Regions from separate parts of the Callithrix jacchus genome. Here region 2 is linked to region 1. A link is a contact called in public Hi-C data. All regions are on one chromosome and are shown on one strand. Each heading gives the region's core, a stretch centred on a gene start, on an enhancer-like site or on the middle of the called end of the contact. The rest is flanking DNA. Distances are from core to core; before and after follow the strand shown. Region 1 overlaps NOL4L (nucleolar protein 4 like). Region 2 overlaps ASXL1 (ASXL transcriptional regulator 1).

Region 1 (6,150 bases), core at 578-3,077:
AACCCTCTGAGTTCAAAGCAGCATTTTGAAAATGAACTGGTAGTTAATCCTGTAACCACCCTTGGAGTTGTAAGTGGCCCTTGGGAATAGGGATGGATGGGTTCCACCTGTTTGAAATCCTCGAAAACCCTCCTAACTCCCTTCCTGTCCCCCTCCCCGTCAACACTGTCCTTGGGAACAAACTGTCCTTTGTAAGAGTGGTGACGGTAAAATGAATTTCAGATGGGTTACACACGCTGTCACTTGTCTACCTGATGATCCACCACTAAGACCAATGCCCACTTCTCTGATGCTGCCCTTCTCGTGGGCTTAGCCCCCTGCGAAGACTCTGGAACGGGAATATCCTGCTCTTGCACTTCCTTTTTAACTTAAGATCCCAAATGATTACTTGGTGTCCTGAGGCCTTCAGAAGATTTTTAAATGGCTGTGGGACAGGGCTTTGGGAGCTCCTTTTGGGAGAAGGCAGTCCCTCCGGGGAGGGTTGAGACAGCAGCAAGCCTGGTTCATCAGAACCAGCTCCTCGGTGCCCTTGAAGTCAGAAGTAGGGAGAAGGGGTTGAAGCTGCGTCTTTTAAAACAAAAGCAAAACAGAACAAGTCCCCTGACTGAACCAGCTAAATGGAATCCTGTTTCCATGCAGGAACTTGCTCCCGATCTTGCCATCTCCGGGGCTGTAGGTGTAGTTTCCATTGTCCTGGAGGGGGCCTGAGAGGCCCCGTGAACTTTCACCAGGGACATATTCTTTCCTTTCTGAAACACACTGAACCTACATCCTTGCCGCAGTACTAAGGCAGGCTGGAGGGTGGTCAGTTCCAACAGCTTGAACTCCGAAAAACATGACTTCAGACTGTAGCTTATGCTCATGCTTAGATCGCATCCTTGTGTGGGAAGTGGGAGGGAGCCCCTTCCCCAGTCTTTCTCACTCCTGTCTGCCAAGAAATGAAAACGGTTCATGTCTAGCTTGGGTACTGCCTCTGGGAGGAGAAGTGGCATGTTGGGTAACTGATACCAGGAATTCTAGGGTGGCGATTGTCTCTGCCAGGTTTTAACATTAAGATTTTCACAAATTGCCTGGGGTAACATTTTGCAAAAGATCTACTGATTACTTTGTAGTATTGTTCACACACAAAAATAAATATTTACACAAATTCAAATGTTGAGGGGAGCAGTACTGAACAGGTGGGACTGGATGTGTGGCTGGCTGGAGTGTGGGAGAGGCCTTGGGCACTGGAGTTTGTGCTGTGCTAAGGGTGAGTCTCAGGTGTCCTGGCCCTGACCAGAGGCCTTGGGATTGGTCAGATGGAAGGCAGAGGTGGTGTGGCTGGGTGGGGTGTTGGAGGCCACTTGAGAGATAAGACCACCCCCAACCTCTAGGGGCTGGAAGTAAGCACGGAGTGGGCACCCTACCTTCCAGAGTCTGGACCTGAGGCAGGATGGGGCATCCTTACTGGTGCCCCCTCCCCATCCCTCCTTGGGAGGAGTCTGCCACAGTGCCGGGAGGCAGTGGCCACAGCTGCAACAGGCAATTGGCTGCAGAAAAGCTGGTTTGGGAAGGGGTGCCTGTTCTGGGAGCGAGTGGCTCTCTCTGGCCATCCTAGGATCCACTCGGCCCTGGCTCCCCTGGGGCCTCTCTGCTCTGAGGGAGGAAAGGCAACAGAGGGCTTCTGCCAGCTCTAGGCAGGGGCTGGGCAGCAGAGAGCTGCTGTCATGGCTACGGAGTGTTGCATGGAGGGCCCTGGGGGCCTGCTGAGGTCTGGGCGAATCCCTGGATTAGCAGCACTGGTAGGTATTGCACTGAGCAAGAGGAAGTGCCTATCAGGGAGGAAGGAAACCAGGCCAGCTTTTTCTTTTTGCCCTTTTTCACACTCCAGGGATTATGGGTTTCTTCCAGGACTGGCCCCTCCAGAAGGGCTGGTCTTAGGAGAACCCAAGTGGCTCCTCCACTTCCATTGGTCCCTTTACTCCAAACACGGGGCAAAGGGATGGGAGCTGTAGTCCGGCCTGGAGCTCACAGCTGCCTGACAGCCAGGGCCCACCCTGAAGCAGCAGCCCCTCTTGGCAGGAGTCCGGGGGGCCCAGGCCTGTGGACAGAAGTTCAGACCTGGCTCCTGGGCAGCAGGGTGTAAGGGGAAGGGCCCTGCCACCCAGCTGCCACCTCCCAGCACTCCATCCTACCAAGCAGCTGGGGCCAGGGTGGGAGGACTGCAGTGGCCGGTTAGGGACAGGACGCTCTCTAGGCTCCAGCTCCTGGACACCCAGTCTGGACTTACCTCCCAGGCAGACATATTGTGTGGGGAGCTGGGATGACAGCTGTTCAGAACAGGCTCAGGGCACATCCTGGAAAAAGCCCATGTTGGAGTGTGAGGTAGAATACAGGTGACCATGGGACTGGGGCTTCTGTAGAATGGGGTGGGGGTGCCTCTTTCTTCTTTGCCATGGGTGTGGGTGTGGGTAAGGTCTTCCTGCTTGGCGGTGCCTAGGGAGGTGCCTGGCGGTATCCTTGTGGCAGCACTGGGATCTGCAACAGGATGGCCTGGCCAAGGGGTGGCAGCCCCAGGGTGTGCCAGGCACAAAGAGGAACAGCCAGCCTGGCACCCACCCTGCCCCTATTGGCCCCAGCCCACATCAGTGTAGTGATATGGAATGTCAGGTATGGGGATACATCCTTCTGATCAGACAGACACAGACTAGCAATCTGTACAAACACAAAAGAATCCATTTTCAGAAAAATAAATTACTAAGGGGAGAGGAAGAAAGGGTCCACTTTGTTTTTCTCAATAAATATGCAATTCTGCTCACCTAAGACTTGAAAGGTAATTATCCGGGGGTGGGATTCTAACATCAGGGTCCACGAAGGTGATTCTAAATAGAGCTGCAGCCCCAGCGCCTTGTCAGGGGAGACCCCAACCATTCCAGAGCTGCCCTGTTGGCCTCTTCCAAGCAGGTCAGAGCACCCGTGTGGTGAGATTCCAAAAAAAAAAGTGTCCTTGTGCCCAAAGTCTCAGGTGCTTGGAGTGTGGCTAGAAACAGCTCTTTTGGATCCCACCTCTTTCAAACAAAATGTACCAACTGGCGAGGCAGGAAGCTGGGTCCAGGCTGGGACAGCCTCCTTCCCTAGGGCAGTGCACTCCAGGTCCGGTGGGGTCAGTTCTGCTGTAGGATGAGGTTTTCCAGTTCGTCTGCAGAGCGCAGCAGGAAGGCAGCAGACTCCCGGTAGCCCGCGATGAGCTGCCGCACCGCGCTGATCTCTGTGGGGCTGAGCTGAGCAGTGGGCACGGGCCTGCTGGTGCTGGTGCTGGAGGGGGTGGGCGTGGGGGTGGTGGAGGTGGTCGAGGCCCCGCCTTTCATGCTGAGGTCCGTGGGCCCTGTGGAGAGGGAAGGAGGGTTAGGAGGCGGCAGCCACCCTGCCTGGCACTGGGGAGGTGTGTCGTCCTTGGTGCTGTCATAACCCATGGCCTAGTGCCCACTGTGAGTTGGGCACTGGAGTCGGCGGCTCTGGTCCATCTCCCTGATGGCTCTATCCCTAGTGCTTGGAATGGGCCTGTGGGCAACAGGGTTCTTAGGGAATCCTCAGGGTGATCTTGCAAAGATATGGTTTTAGGTGAGGAAGAGGCAACCTTGGGGAAAAGAAACTCCTGAGACCTGCCTCTCCCCAGCGTGGTGAGCAGGGCTTGGGAGTGGGAAATACTCCAATAGAGGAATTGTGGGACAAGCGCTATAAGAACACCTGCTAGGGTATCAACCAGGGCAGCTGGGGGCAACACCAGTCTGTGTGCTCTCCCCTCACCCCAGGCATGGAGGCTGGAAGGGGAGATGGTATACAGGAAACTCTGCAGGTGGACAGGGGCCCAGCACACCTGAGAGATGCGTGTGGGGAAAGCCCAGGAGGAGTTCAGAGAGGAGCCACAAAAGGCCAGGAGAAGAAACACCTGCCTGTGCCCAGATGAGGAAGGGGCTTCCGTCCAGCTGGAGAGAGGCCAGCTGCCCTGGCTGTCTATGGGAAGAGGTACAGGCCAGACTGGCCAGCCCGTAACTGCATCCCCAGGAGAGGGGGACCACGGCTGCTGAGCCTCAGCACCTCAAATCCCCCCTCCTGGGAGGAGTCCTATGCCCGAGTGAAGTGGGGGGTGGGGGTTCATGCTGCTGGGATACAAGAGGGGTGAGCTGGAACAATCAGGATAAGACTCAGACCAGTTATCCAGAGAAACGGCCTGCCCTTTGTCCTCAGATGATGGTGGCAAAGAGGGAGCCAGCCATCTTCTGAAACACACTAGGGGTATGTGTGTTGGGGAGGGGACCGCCAGGCCCTGTCCTCTCTTGGCCTTTCCCAAGCTCTGTGGAGTGGGCTACTGGCTTTGGAATCGGGCAAGTATGGATGCGGGTCCTGCTCTGCTACTTCACTGGCAAATTTAAGTTCTCTGGGCCTCAGAGCCCTCATCTGCCAAAACGAAGCCGCTCCTGTGAGCAGAAGCCGAGATGCCACTTGTGAAACACTCAGCACAGGCTGGGGCTCCAGTGTGGAGGCTTAGCCCACAGGAGACCTGACTGCCTCGATTAGCCCAGTAGGGAGGGGCTTCCACACAGGCTTTAGGGCTTTCTGAACAGGCTCCCAGGAGACCTGGAAGCTCCTGGCATTTGAAAAGCAATCTGCAAGATGTTCAGCAAGAAACAGCCAAAGGAGAGAGCATCTGGGTGGGCGCGTGCAGCGCCGTTGCTTCCCTGGGCGGCCTCTCTGATGCAGCCAGGTTAGCTGCCCTGTTCTCTGCCCTCCCCTGGAGTCCCTTCCCCACAGCTTTATCTTCTGTGAGGGCGTGAGGCTCTGCCCACTACCCTGTAGGTTCCTGATGGCCACATTCACTCATTATTGCATCTCCAGGGCGGTTTTTTTTTTTTTTTTGAGACAGTCTCTTGCTCTTCTTGCCCAGGCTGGAGTGCAATGGCAAGATCTCGGCTCACTGTAACATCCGCCTCCCAGGTTCAAGTGATTCTCCTGCCTCAGCCTCCTGAGTAGCTGGGATTACAGGCATGCACCAACATGCCCAGCTAATTTTGTATTTTTAGTAGAGACGGGGTTTCTCCGTGTTGGTCAGGCTGGTCTCGAACTCCTGACCTCAGGTGATCCACCTACCTTGGCCTCCCAAAGTGCTGGGATTACAGGCATGAGCCACTGTGCCTGGCCTCCAAGGCAGTTTTTAGCTGCTATGAAGAGAGATGGACGAGCTCTTGTCATTGGAGGTATCCAGAATGGAAGTAACATCTTGGGAGAAATTATGGAAACCTGACTGCTGCTAAAAGGAAGCTGGTGCGGCCTCCAAATGGGGAAGGAAGTTGGATTCTAAGGTGGGTCAATTTGTCACATGGGGTTATTTCCTCTGACCAGAGAATGTGGACACCAAGGCAGAGGTCCCAGGAACCATTTTCTAAACAGTGTCCTTGGAATCGAGAGTTAAGGAAACAGTTAAGTCTGTTAAACACAGGAGGAAGGGGTTGGGGCTGTCTGGAAACAGCAGCCAAGCAGGTGACTGATGCCTAAGGTGTCACAACAGGGGACTGGGAAGCTGGGAACAGGAGTACCTCTGCTGGCTTCTGGATATTACAGGGGCTGGACCCAGAGGGATGGGGAGGAGAGGGTCTGGCTCCCTCTAGGGTGGCGCTGGTCCCCTCTGCATCATGCTTGGGAGTGGCCAGAGCCTCCTGGCATAGTCAACTTGAGCAGTGGCCACAGTCCCTTTCTTTTCTCCTCCTTTCCCCAAGTGCTATCCTGTTTATGCCTATGCTCAGAGCTTTCTCCTTTCTCTCCTGGGCTGTAGCTGAGGCTTGAAAAGGAGAAGGTCCCTGTTTCCTGCAGCCGATCTGATCTGGAGACATCCACATGCAGGCTCTGGTTACAGCCAGATGCTCAGGTGGCCGGGTAACTGCCAGATAGTGGGTAGAGGGATAGGAGTGAGCGTGAGTTACCCAGCACCCCAGGCAAGACAGGCTGAGCCTGATTCTATCTAAGCTGATTGCATCTCCAGATGATAACGTAGTGAACAAAGTGAGGAGCTCTGAGCCATTAGTACGGCTGCCCGGCGGAGGTACCAAACTGATTGAACAATCATTGGAAAGGCTGAGGCTGGGGAGGCCAGCGGGGCTGGGTGGCCTGTAGCCA
Region 2 (5,613 bases), core at 705-3,204, 80 kb before region 1:
TTCTCCCTGGCTTTGAGAAACTCTTTGTTGCATGCTTTATCTTTTACTTTGATTCATGACTGACCAATCTTACATCAAACATTTTTTTCCCCTTTGAAGTAAGAGATTCTTTTTAAAAAATGTAAGCTAGAAAGACAAAGACTAGGAATAGAACACTGCTGACTTGTTCTTACACCAAAAGCTGGAGGCGTAAACAGTTTTAATAAAAGTGAATTCTTTGTATCTTTTGATGTAACTTCAGAGATTTTGTTTCCTCTGTCTTAAATTCTCAGGCTCTTTCTGATTGCTGTTTAAATAATTGGTAGTTACTATTTCAGAGTCATGCTTCTTAAAAAATTCTGCCAAAATTCACTAGCTCAGCTTCCATTTAATTAGTATCAAAGAAATGGTATCTGTGGTACTGAACATTAGTAGTTTGTTCCAGGGTTTATTGTAGGTTTGTTCAAGTGAGTCTGCCTATCTTGGCGCTTAGGTTCTTGGAATACAAAGGTAGATAAGGTTTGCCCCTCAGGGCTTATGGTCTGGGGTTGGTGAAGGTCCAGACATAGGAACAGAATTTTACTCCAGGCATGATAAGTGTTATCACAGTTGTATGAATCATAAACAGATATCTCAGTTCCTGCCTCTTGTCCAGCCATAATTATGAATAGTTTCTCCTTTCACTCTCAACTGTCCTCGTTTGGGAGATAATTATGTGTGTTATAAAACAATGGGGATATTGAAAGGAGACATTTACCTCTGGCAGAGATCAGGGAAGACTTCTTGGAGGAAGGTGCTTTCTGAGCTGAGTCTTGATGGGTCAGTAGGGGGTTCCCATCACAGAGGGCGTAAGCAGGAGCTGGTGACAACAAAAAGGAGAGAAAGAGTGAGAGTGGGGGAGACAGAGTATGTATTTGCAAAGTGTGGGAATTAGGTATACCTATGAGTTATAGGAACATAAAATTTGTGGAGTGTCAGTGTGGATGGGTAGAGAGACGGGCAGAGACCAGACCGTGAGGGCTCCATATGCCAGGCCAGTGAGCACCTACTCTGTGCCCGGCACTGTAGGCATTACTTACATTGTCTCTCTGTTCAACTCTGAGAGGAAGACATCAGTATCCTTCAAGAGAACCTGGGTTCAGGTTGGGTTGTAATTTGCCCCAGTTTAGAATGTAAAAGTTTGAAGGTAACTCTAGATCTGTTCTTTAGCCGTGGGCCAGTGGACTTGGGAAGCTTCAGCTTTTGCAGTATGTGATTAGGGAGCTGTTGAGGATTTTATTTGCTCTCTATTTTATTATTATTTTTTGAGACAGGGTCTCACTCTGTCACCCTGGCTGAAGTGCAGTGGCGCCGTCACAGCTCACTGTAGCTTCCATTTCCCGGGCTCAGATGATTCTCTCACCTCAGCCTCCTGAGTAACTGGGATTACAGGCTTGTGCCCTATGCCCAGCTAGTGTTTTGTATTTTTTGTCGAGACAGGGTTTCACCATGTTGCCCAGGCTGGTTTTGAACTCCTAGGCTCAAGCAGTCTGCCCACCTTGGCCTCCTAAACTGCTGGGATTACAGGTGTGAGCCACTTTACTCAGCCAGTATTTTTTGTATTTTGTGTTATTTAAAAGAGATGAGTATTCATGGTGTTAACCAGGTTGGAGTGGGTGACTAAACACAGGCAGGATCATGGTGTACTACAGCCCGGAGCTTCTGACCCCAGGCAACCCTCATGCCTCAGTCTCAGCTGAGACTATAGCTGTGCACCACTGCGCCTGGCCTGCTGAAGGATTTTAAAGCTGGAAGTGATGAGGGCAGATTTGCTTTGCTGGGTTTGACCTCAGGCTATAACATGTTATATAAGTTCTACCAGAGCAGAGGTTTGGTCTTGTTTAACTGTGAATCCCTAGAACTGTGCCTGGCACCAAGAAGGTGTTACATGTGTTTGTTGAATGAAGGCTGACAACAGAGTCAGAATGGATTTGAGGAAAGCAGGACTGGATGGAGGGATATTAAGAGGCTGTTGTGTTGGGCCAGGTAAGAGACTGGTTTTGTGATTTGGGGGTCAGATGAGAGAGAAGGCTGACACCTGTGTTTCTAAATTAGGTGATCATACAGGCTGTCAATCAAGGTGGAGAATACAGGAAGAAGGGCAAGTCTGGAGAAGAGGTGAATTAGAGTCGCCAATTAGATGAATTAAGAGTAGAGCTGGATTAGAGTAGATGAAGAATGGGTACAATCAGTATACAACCGAATATTTAAATCTGAAATTTGGGGGAGAAGTCAGAGCTAGAGGTAGAGGTTAGGTATTTATCAGAGTTAGTTAGTAGCTGAAATGTGGCGAGATGATGGTGTTACCTATAGAGAATGGAAAAACTGCAGAGAGGCAAAGAATAGGGCCGTGGGAAATAGGGGATTCATTTTAGTACCTTCTCCAAACCTTGACTTCAGTGCTGAGGGCTTACGTTCTTCCATAGAGAGTACCTTCCACAGCAGTCCTGTCAGACGAGAGTGGGCATGTTCAGGGTGGTGTGGCTGTGGACAGCAGCAGCCCTGTCAGACTTCCTGCTTTATGTTTTGCTTGTGACAGCAGTAGTTGGTTATGGTAGTTAAATGGACTGTAAGATGTTAGCTTGATTTGCAGTAACCTCAGTAGCTGTACAGGTAGACAAAGTACAAAGATATTGACAGCGTGTTTCCTCTTTTAGAAGAATAACTTTTCTAAATCTCTTTTTAGGTGGAGTTTCACTCTTGTTGCTCAGTCTGGAGTGTGATGGGGTGATCTTGGCTCACCGTAACCTCTGCCTCCCCGGTTTAAGTGATTCTCTGACCTCAGCCTCCCGAGTAGCTGGGATTACAGGCATGCCCCACCATGCCTGGCTAATTTTGTATTTTTAGTAGAGATGGGTTTCTCTGTGTCTGTCAGGCTGGTCTTGAACTCCCGACCTCAGGTGATCCGCCTGCCTCGTCCTCCCCAAGTGTTGGGATTACAGGCGTGAGACACCACACCCGTCTCTACAACAACTCTTGAAGCAAGAGAGCTGCAGTTGCACACTTAAGAAAATACTGCCATGACTTGGTTATAGGTAATGCTAACGTAAATGGGATATTGTTTCTCACTGCACCAGTCATGCAGAATTATAGCATCATGTTGTCAAATGGCAAAATGTTCTGTGGCAGTTAACACCACAAATTGACAACACAGTGGCAATAGGCATTGTTTAAAAATATGGGTACTCGGCCAGGCGAGGTGGCTCACGCCTGTATCCCAGCACTTCAGGAGGCTGAGGCGGGCGGATCACCTGAGGTCAGGAGTTCAAGACCAGCTTGGTTAACATGGTGAAGCCCCATCTCTACTAAAAATATAGTAATCTGTGTGTGCGTGTGTGTGTGTGTGTGTGTGTGTACATGCACTAATCAAACTTCCTTGGGAAAGAAAATTTGAATACATTTCTGTCTTACGCATTTCTTGTGCAGCACTATGTACTCTGTGGTTTAGCAGTATTAACAGCATCGAGTTAAACAGTAACCAGTCTTGCTAAGATCTCGTGTACTATGCCGCATATGCTGAGAAGAGCAGCATCCTTAGAATTGAGAATGAGAACATTTCAGTTAATTGCAATAACTCAGCCCGTGATGTATAGACCAATGGATATAAATAGAAATCGCACACTAAAATTAGGACGTTTGTATTTCTTCAGGTATTAGAAAACTACTCGGATGCTCCAATGACACCAAAACAGATTCTGCAGGTCATAGAGGCGGAAGGACTAAAGGAAATGAGGTTTGTATTGTTCTTGTTGCTTAACACGAGGGTTTCATAGGACGTGTGTCTTTCTGCAGTTGTGTAGTGATATGAGTGAGTCCGTCTGTGTATATATTTGTGCTTCTGTGTCTGGCACTGAGGTAGAACTATCCATTTCCCAAATTGTGTGTTGTCTGTGTGGAAGGTGGGAGTGGGTGGACACCCATTGGTTTTCATTTGGAGGTGCAGTGGCTTTCCCCGTTTCCTTGCTCTTCCTTAAGTCTTGGCATAGAGATTGTTTTTTGTGTCAGGAGTCCGGCAGGGCATGTTTTGTCTTGTGCCATTTTGGAATTTTCAGACCTGATAGCCTCTATTGTACCTAATACTACCCTTTTCTCTATGCCATATCACTGAAGTTCTTTCTTTTAGTATAAAAGAATGGTGGTCTCATCAACATAAACCCACTGACTTTTTCCCCCCTACTAATTCCAGTCATATATAATACGAGTTTGCTACATTTTGAGGTTACCTTTATTTTCTAAATTTATGGTATCGTTTTCCTGGAGAAGTAACAAGTTAGAAACATAGAATTGCTGGCCTGAAGGCCAATGACTGTCTTTAATCTTTATTTTTCCTTCAAACTTCAAAAAAAAAAAAAAAGGTCAGCCATGGTGGCTCACGCCTGTATTCCCAGCACTTTGGGAGGCTGAGGCAGGCAGATCACTTGAGGTCAGGAGTTCAAGACCAGTCTGGCTAACATGGCAAAACCCAATCTCTACTAAAAATACAAAGATTTACCAGTGTGATGATGTGCGCTTGTAGCCTGTAGTCCCAGCTCAGGAGTCTGAGGCAGGAGAATTGTTCAAACCCAGGAGATGGAGTGCAATGAGCTGAGATTGCACCACTGCACTCCAGCCTGGGCGACAGAATGAGACTCCGTCTCAAAACAAAACAAAACAAAAAATACTTAAATGTGGAAAGAGGAGAGCACTACACAGTTGCTTCCTGGGACTTGGAACAAACTTCATGTTTTTGCTGGTCAAATTTTAGCTGCTTTAATTGACCTTTTAGTGTCAAAAGGCCCTCACTTTCCAGTCAATAGTACAAACATTCTCAAGTTGATGTTTTGTTGGGAGGGAAGATTGGGATTGTCTACCTCAAATTTCTTTCACTTGTGTATTTATGCCCTGTGTAGTGTTATAATTGTGCTTTATTTTTGTTTTTATGGGCTATTTCCCATCATGCTGCTGTCTTCACTGCTGTTGGAACACTTTGCCTATAGAAGGTAAATGAGTCCCTTTGGGACATACGGAATTGAGAACCTTAACTTCTTTCTGCTTCTTGTTCTTAGAGGAATTATGAAGCGGTTATGGTGGCTCATGATGAGTGAGCAGCTCTGTAATTTGTAGATGGAGGGATAATATGGAGGAGTCACGGAAGAGCTGTGCCAGCATGCTGTGCCCCCTTGTAGCAGAGATGCTAGCACACCCACCTGATACTCCAGATTTTGCACAGGGTACTTTTAGAGATTGGTTCTTGGGAAAAATTTTTTAGCATCCAGTGTGTTCCAAGGCAAAATAAGTAATAGTTTTTTAATGGCTTTTTTAGACTCAGAATTTATTTTTAACACTGCATAAATTAGGGCCTCTAGTTCTCAAAAATGCAAAGAGGCTTGCTTAAACTATATTTTTGAACATGCTGGGGAAAGGGAAGAGAAGGTGCATAGGCGAATCCTGTCTCTAATATGCTAGTGCCAAACTCAGTTAATAATGATGGGCATTGGTTGATATTTCTGGTAGCTTTTCTATTTTAAGATTCAGTAAGTAGCTTTCTTCTCACCAAATTGTCACTGTTTTGGAACCTGCTGTTGTGTCAGGGACCATGAAACAAGTTCGTATGCC

Evidence for each region. A called contact is a pair of places that touch in the nucleus more often than the background predicts.
Region 2: a contact with region 1 is called in a Hi-C map of skeletal muscle, with 2.4 times the contacts expected there. The contact joins two enhancer-like sites. A contact is called at or near these places in 2 of 3 Hi-C or Micro-C datasets (both in skeletal muscle).

What each region holds. Positions count from the first base shown.
Region 1 is chr5:6,766,783-6,772,932 of calJac240_pri, reverse strand. NOL4L (nucleolar protein 4 like) reads right to left here. Exons shown (of 11, transcript XM_035298122.3): 11 at 1-3,364. The coding sequence ends at 3,144. Among named protein-coding and RNA genes, the nearest start is that of ASXL1, 87 kb to the left of the region's middle. Within about 2 kb of position 1,827, at least 4 of the 16 cell types and tissues checked have an H3K27ac peak or open chromatin away from gene starts, as enhancers often do. A contact at or near this core is called in skeletal muscle, where this site is marked.
Region 2 is chr5:6,847,037-6,852,649 of calJac240_pri, reverse strand. ASXL1 (ASXL transcriptional regulator 1) reads left to right here. Exons shown (of 11, transcript XM_078371135.1): 2 at 3,669-3,751. Among named protein-coding and RNA genes, the nearest start is that of ASXL1, 6.9 kb to the left of the region's middle. Within about 2 kb of position 1,954, at least 3 of the 16 cell types and tissues checked have an H3K27ac peak or open chromatin away from gene starts, as enhancers often do. A contact at or near this core is called in skeletal muscle, where this site is marked.